2 separate regions of the Zea mays genome follow, and region 2 is linked to region 1. The links are chromatin contacts, called in public Hi-C maps. All regions are on one chromosome and are shown on one strand. Each heading gives the region's core, a stretch centred on a gene start, on an enhancer-like site or on the middle of the called end of the contact. The rest is flanking DNA. Distances are from core to core; before and after follow the strand shown. Region 1 holds the start of LOC103650176 (Acyltransferase-like protein chloroplastic). Region 2 has its middle 3.9 kb from the start of LOC118476668.

Evidence for each region. A called contact is a pair of places that touch in the nucleus more often than the background predicts.
Region 2: a contact with region 1 is called in a Hi-C map of leaf, with 5 times the contacts expected there. The contact joins the enhancer-like site here to the promoter of LOC103650176 in region 1. A contact is called at or near these places in 2 of 25 Hi-C or Micro-C datasets (ear and leaf).

Annotation. Positions count from the first base shown.
Region 1 is chr3:68,380,431-68,384,111 of Zm-B73-REFERENCE-NAM-5.0, reverse strand. It overlaps LOC103650176 (Acyltransferase-like protein chloroplastic), which reads right to left and starts at 1,686. Exons shown (of 13, transcript XM_008675815.4): 1 at 1,180-1,686; 2 at 966-1,017; 3 at 138-193. The coding sequence starts at 1,570.
Region 2 is chr3:68,574,565-68,578,122 of Zm-B73-REFERENCE-NAM-5.0, reverse strand. No RefSeq gene overlaps it. Among protein-coding and RNA genes, the nearest start is that of LOC118476668, 3.9 kb to the left of the region's middle. Within about 2 kb of position 1,667, at least 5 of the 20 cell types and tissues checked have an H3K27ac peak or open chromatin away from gene starts, as enhancers often do. A contact at or near this core is called in leaf, where this site is marked.

The DNA of each region.
Region 1 (3,681 bases), core at 437-2,936:
TCCCTCAGTCTCTTGAACAAATACGCAACAGTTGTATTTTATATCCAGAATAACGGGCAATGCCAAACTAATCAAAATTTGGAAAGATATGTAGCATAGGTGCGGCCTGTATGAAGTAAAATGCAGTAACATCGTACCTTCAAATGGTGTACGATCATTGACTGGTATATGCAAGCACCGAACCTCGAACACTCTGCAAAAAGGCAAAAAAAAATGGATACCTAAGAAGCCGAGAATCATATCATTAATAATTTGAACAGTAGTTGATGAAACTATAATACTACATCCGTTCTCGAATATTTGTTGCCTGTTAGTTCATTTTCGAACCAAACGGCGATAATAAAAAAAAAGGAGCGAGTAAAAGGCTGCTTCATATTGATCACAATATATAATCTGTGGTGCTGATGATGTAGAGGCTCCTACTCCCAGTAGATGCTGTGACACGAGAGTGAAGACAAAACAAGAAGGGACGAAAAAGGGGAAGAGCACTTGTGTCACATGGGTGGGTTTAGCGTTATTAGAAAAGATGCCAAAAAGAATGCATCAACATCTTGTGGGTTAGTTAGTGGTCATCTTTTTTCTTTCCATAGCTCTGTTGACAAAGAAGCTGGACTAATCAGAAAGAAGGCAGTCTTTTATGCTTGACTAGGAATAAAGCTGGACACTCTACTACCACTACCAGTGAGTGAGTCAGTGACATGGCCCAACCAACCAACCAATACTAGCAGAAGCTTGTGTAGCTCATGTCGAAACATAAGCAAAGAAAAGCTACCGTTAATCGTTCAGTAATTTTTCAATGAAGTTTGCAGGAAGAAAGAGTGAAAAAAGTTTTCTTTAAAGAAAAGGTGGATTTATTGTGAATAAATTTCGCTCGGGACTGTCTAATCCTTTTATTAACAATAAACGGCAATAAAAATATTAATTAATACAGAAAAAGGAGAAGAGGAAGAAGAAAAAGGACTCACTTGCCCAAAGACTTGTGGTGCAGGATGAGTCCCGTGCCGACGCCATCCATTCCTGCATATAGTGTTGTCAATTCGCTGTGGATCACTAGGCATGTACAGAAACAGAAAGGAAACCAAACCAGAATGATTCCTCCGTTTGCCCAGCACCTCCAGCACCTCTTCAAAGACAAGCATTGGGATGATTGATTTTGGTGAGCTGAAGAAACGCACGCACCTGGCAAGAAGAGCAGCAGCGGCGCTTGGTCCACGGCCGGGTGGCCGCACTCGACGGGAGAGAACCAGCGCGGCGGCCCACCGTCGTCCCGGCACAGGACCTTGGCCGCCGCGAAGTAGTCCTTGACGGTCACGGAGCCGAAGCCGTCGTCGTAGAGGACCTCCAGCCCCCTCTCCTGCTCCTCCTTCACCGGCAGTCCCTCGTTGTCCTTATCCTCCTGCACCTTCTCCTTCCTCTCCACCGCGGCCTCTGCAGACCCGTTCACTGTCACCGTCACTGCCGCCGACGCCTCGAGGGAGCTCGCGCGGAGGGCGAACCGCGCCTGGAGTCGGGCGCTGCGGCGTCCCGCGCCGACAGCGACCGGGGGAGGACGGAGCGCCGCTACGGGCATGGCCGAGGTTGGGCGGGAAGAAGGAAGAAGGCGCTGCTGGGTGGGTTCGAGGAGAAACGAGGACGAAGCAGGGGAAGGGAGTAAAGCGTAGCTGCGTAGGGAGCAGGCAGTGGACGATTGATTAAAAAACACACAATTGTTTTATACTGGGTGCACGTGAATGATTGTGGTTTGCCGTGGGGCACGTAGGTTGGCAAGCGTTCCAGACAGAGCCATGTCTTATTTTTTTAATAATAGTAATATATATATTATTATTATATAATTTATGACATCAAAATGAGCCAGCGGGATCTATAGAGATGTGATTCCGATCCTAAAGTGCTAAAATTTAGTTGATAACATGCATACAGTATAAAACAAACATAGTTCATAACAATCATCACTTTATAGTTCACAACTTAGAGCTCACAATCACTTCATATTTTACAACTCACGACATTTTTCATAACATTAAACACACTAATATAACATCGTCCAGCTAAGCATCAACATAACTTAAAATATATTTTTTGGTTCAAAGTCTTCTAATGTCATGAATACCTGACGATGTTTCCAACCTTTTTTATAATTTAAGACTAATACTGTAAATCCTTAAAATATGGTTTAAAGTATTAGCTAGTTCTAGGAAAAAAAAACTAGATTGTATCTTAACTTCTTAAGTCTATGTTCTACTTGTGAAGCATGCTCTCTATTAAATAAAAGTGATTTAAAGATTTTTTTCAAAAGATTTATAATTCAAAATGTTTCTTAATCGGGGATTCCTCACCTTTTAGGATATTTAAACATTTTCCTAACAATAAAATAATTAATAAATATGTTTAAAATATGTGCATACATGCTGGTATTTTGTTTGAGCATTCAAGTTGGAATTTGAAATTCAAAATAGAATCGAATTAGTAATTTGAATTTAAAAAAGGAATCAGAAATAAGACAACAAAAGGAAAAAAAGAGAAGAGGTAAACACCGTCTGGGCCGAATTCTGCCCGTCGGCCCAGTGACCCCTCATCACGCAGCCCGCGCCCGGCCGCACTAAACCCCTGCGCCGACATGTGGCCCCACGGCGTGAGCCACATAGCTCACCACCAAGCGGGGCCCAGCCTATAGCTAGTGATGCATCCGCATTAGCTGATCACATGAGACTTACGGTGGGCTCGCTATGTCAGGTGTCGTCTTCCCGCAACAACCGTGTCGAGGTCGTTGGGATATCCCGAGGATCACGCGCGGCCAGCTGGATTCGCCTGGCTGGGGGATGCCATGTTCATGTGCCTATAAATAATGTGACCTCCCCTCCGGTTCTTCCTCACGCAAATGCACCAAGTCCATCTCCATCATCGGGGGAGAAGTAGTGATTTTGGGAGAACCGAGTTAGGTTGCCACCACTGCCTCTACGATTAGCCCCGGTCTTCACCGCCCTGGCTTCGACGGGTGGTCGTGAAGATCCACCTTCGGCCAGGGATTATTTTGGTGTGGGTTGCCACGCGCGCGACTGACCGGAGGCTACTCAATTACTTGTCTGGGTGATTTCGGGACCAGCAATCTGCCTCTCGTTGGGTCCAGCGTGATCCCCACCTCCGCCCTCGGTGACACCTTCTTCCTTAGCGTCGCCTCATCCCTCTCTTCGGGTAGTGTCAAACTTGTGCTGAGTAGTGCGTAGGTTAGTCACGGATTGCTCGCCAGATGTCGGGCTTGCAGCTGAGCCGCTTCACGTTGTGGCTTGGAACTCTCACGTCGCGATTTCGGTGAGAATTTTGTGGGGGATAGATATCCACTGGGTTCTCACAAACACTAAAACGTATCATGGGCCGCCTAATGGGCTTCCCAATGGTTTGTCCTGTAGGATGGGCCAGCAGGTTATAATCAGGTCGTGTGAACTTGATACAAGAAGACGAAGACCGGCGTCCGAGTTATATGCTACAGAAGCATTGATATCTCGGGTGATGCAGTTGCGCACACCTTAGGAGCTAAACATTCGACGATGACTCGACTGAGAAGGTGATCGAAATCCGAATATGTAGGGTCGCAAACTGCGATAAAGGAGGAGATTAGTAGAGTGGATAGTGATCACAACTTGTAAAGGGATAACTCTTTGGTCGTGTATATAAGGCCGAGGA
Region 2 (3,558 bases), core at 418-2,917, 190 kb before region 1:
GTCTATACATCCTAAGGTCTTCATAGTGCTCTCGTCCATTATAGTTGTCGTGAGGCCGAGAGCCCTTTGAGACCCTTTGGGATGTCTAGACAGCCTATGGCCTTTAGGAAGCTTCTTGTGTCTCCTGGGGTGTCTAGGATGTGTGGCTGTTGGGACGTCGGGGCCATTTGAAGCTGTCATTATCTAGATTTTTCATTGCTAGAATATAGGTAGACAACAAGACAAATTTAAATTTGTAATAAATATTATAAATAAATCATTCACTTCAAGCATAGATGCACACGTAACTGTATATAAAAAACTATGCGAAGATAAGATAGTTCTTAGACATTGCATTAATAAGGACTCACGCTAATCGAAACAATTTGTGAACCTCGGTCCTATTCATATACAATAAAGTGGCACCATAGCAAGTATGAGAACGACCAGGTCCAGACTAGACCTTAAAATTATGCTTCAATATGGGATAAACATGGAAAGTTTACATATAAGATATAGGTCTAATGCTGAAGACCACAGTTAATTTTATAAATGTCAATTTATATAGACCCTTCATATAGAAACTACGTTTTATCTTATATTCACTCCGTCCCAATTTATAATTCTTTTGTATTTTTTATCAAGTTTGACCGTCTCTTCTTATTCAATGTTTTGGTGAAATAAAGAAAAATTCAAAGTCATACTTAAAGTATATTAATATATGTTAAACAATATCACGATAAAATTAACAATAATTATATTTTTTTAATAAGACGAGCTAGTCAAACTTAGGGTAAAAAGTCAAATAAATTATAATTTGAAAAAAAGAGAGAGTAGTTTATATGAAATATCTTTACAATCATACGTCTTCTCTCTGTCATGCGGAGACATAGTTTCTTATGTAAAAAACTATCTACTTATTCTTTTTATGTTACATCATTTCTTTATTTAGTTGGTGACATAAGTAGTGAACATATAAATTATCTGGTTTTTGGGTTGCTAGTGCTCTAGCGATGAAAAGAAAGCTAATGGCTTTTGGCCTATGAGGCTGTCTCCGCAGCAGATTGTCTAGCTGATCATGTAAAAATACTATTTTGCACCGTAGACACAACAATAATTATATAGTGAACTTTGAGCTAGAAGATGAGATAAGATGAAATATGAGACCTGCTCAAGATAACTTTTGTTTTAACTATTTGTGTGTTGTAACAGTTTTTATCTGATTTCTCATTTATGGAAATAAAGCCGGATATTTTTTTATTATTAAAAAAAAAAACCCTACGAACTCCCCGTGTGTATTCATCATCAGTCCGCAGATGAAGGAAATTAAAGGTGCAGTGGTAAGTTCGAATCAACGCAATCTCGTTTGGTCTAGAACCTTCTCGGTGTCACCTGTCGTTTTTCTTTCACTTTTGTTTCATTTCATTGACATGTCACGCACGAACCGTTGTTCGCACACGAATTATCCAAAGAGTATGACTGGAAAGCATGTGTGGATCCCGTTTGCCGACGTGCCGAGTTTCGCCGGCCGACATGGCCTTGGATTTGAGTATGTCATCATCTCTGTATACATGTTTATATCTATTATTATAATAAGTACGTCGTCGCCGGCCGCAGTCTGTGCACCATCGTGCCCATGTTGGTATTCGGTGCATCAAATCGCTGCACGGAAAAAATGCTGCCGACCTGCCGTCGGTGGCCTGAGGGAGTGCCGGCGGTGGCCTGAGGGAGTGCCGGCGGCCCACGCCACGAGTTGGCTCCTCGAGATACGCTCGCGTGTATTTTGTTCTCTTTCCCATTTTAAGCCTGTATATCTCTTTTTTCTTTTCATCAGCATTTTTTCTCTCTCGAAAAAAAAACACAAATCACGAGCTTGTCCTGTCTTCCGAGGATTCCAAGTTGTGCGGCTCTCGGTTCTCTGCCGTGTCAACACCGGCATATATAGGGCCATAACTACAAGCACACAAATTACAAATCTTAAAACTCATCAGCTCGGTCACGAGCTTAATTACTCTGAATGCGCGCAGGGTAATCACGCAACGCTTTACTTAATAATGATTATTGGTGAGTACAAAACACAGAGGGGAGCAATTAATCTATATTTGTGAAGGTAGATGTCCGCAGCTCCCTGGTGAAAACATCGACATACTGAGACGAGGTTAGTACATGTAGAAGAAGTTGAACCGCTCAAGAAATCAAATTATGCTGCAACAGCATAGCCAAACACAGAGCACCGAATGTCGTTGGAACAACCAATCAAGATACGCCATCGTGGGAGGCCATCGACGAGGAATTAATAGAGCTGAATATTTCGAATTCCAGAATTTTGAAATATGTAACTAATTTTTTTGCTAGATGTGTAAAGGATTATGCAAGCTAGGTGTCAATCCTATCAACTAAGCTAATTAAGAAGATAAAAGCATACAACCAAGAAGCACAACATAATTGTGAAAGAAAAATAGTGCCAAAGATGCAAACTCCCATTTTGTGGCATTGATATTTTTACTGATGTATCGAGAACTGCTCAAGTTTTCATCTAGTTCTTATTGGAGCCTCTCGTAAGGATGCTCTCGCAAGGGCCAAGCTCCTAGTATAATCACTCCATGGATAGCCCTCAAGACTTCCCTACAAGCAACTAGGTCTCCAAGATGGCTTCTTTTGGATTGCTCTCTATTGTCTCCACTACCGAGTTTCTGACCAAACCACTACTAGCGCCATTCTCTTTGGTACATGATGGCACCCACATCACAAAATGCGCTTGGTGTGGTCTTGCAGTACTATAAGCCTCTTTGATGTATAACAATGGTGTGCACAAGCACCTCAAGATAAGAGATATGCAAACCTCAATAAACACCAGGTATAAACATAGATCATGCACAAATAAAGAGGTATAACTAGCCTAACCACTTTGCTAATCACCTAATCTTCTTTTAATTTGTCGTGGTGGCTAGTACTTGTGAAGTGACTCAACACTCCTATGCCATTAGCAAACTCATATAAACTCTATTTGCCTAGGGCGGTATAAATAGCATCCCCCATAGTTGTTGGAATAGGTACACATATTCTATGCACTCACGGGACCAGGTACTGCCATGACTAGTTGTTGAACTAGTCGTTACCGACCTTTATAGATCTTGTATGGCATATGATTCAATGTGTAGGCAGACAAATTATATGCCTAGTCTCCCTCTCTAAAACCATTATGGAAGCCAACAGATTAAGACACTGTGGTCTAGAGTGGAACTATTGTCGTGTGATTTAATGAGGTTGCTCTAAAGTATAGTGGTAGCATATAGTTCGACGCCATGCTACTTAGGGTCCAATATGCATCTGCTGACGCTAAGGCTAGGGTCTGTTGAGGCCCATGTTTCAATGCCCTCTAAGTCTAGTCCGACACCTTGGTCCAATGCTCCTATAACCCTTATTATTTTTCCTTTATAATCTTTGCATCTAGCTTGATTCCACATTTTGTTTTTTACCTTTTCATGTACTTCAAGATCTTCATCACTATTTCTAATGTCTTGCTTGACATGTTAATGAGTTGGATCACATTGTTTCTTAAGTCCATGTCCACTTTGC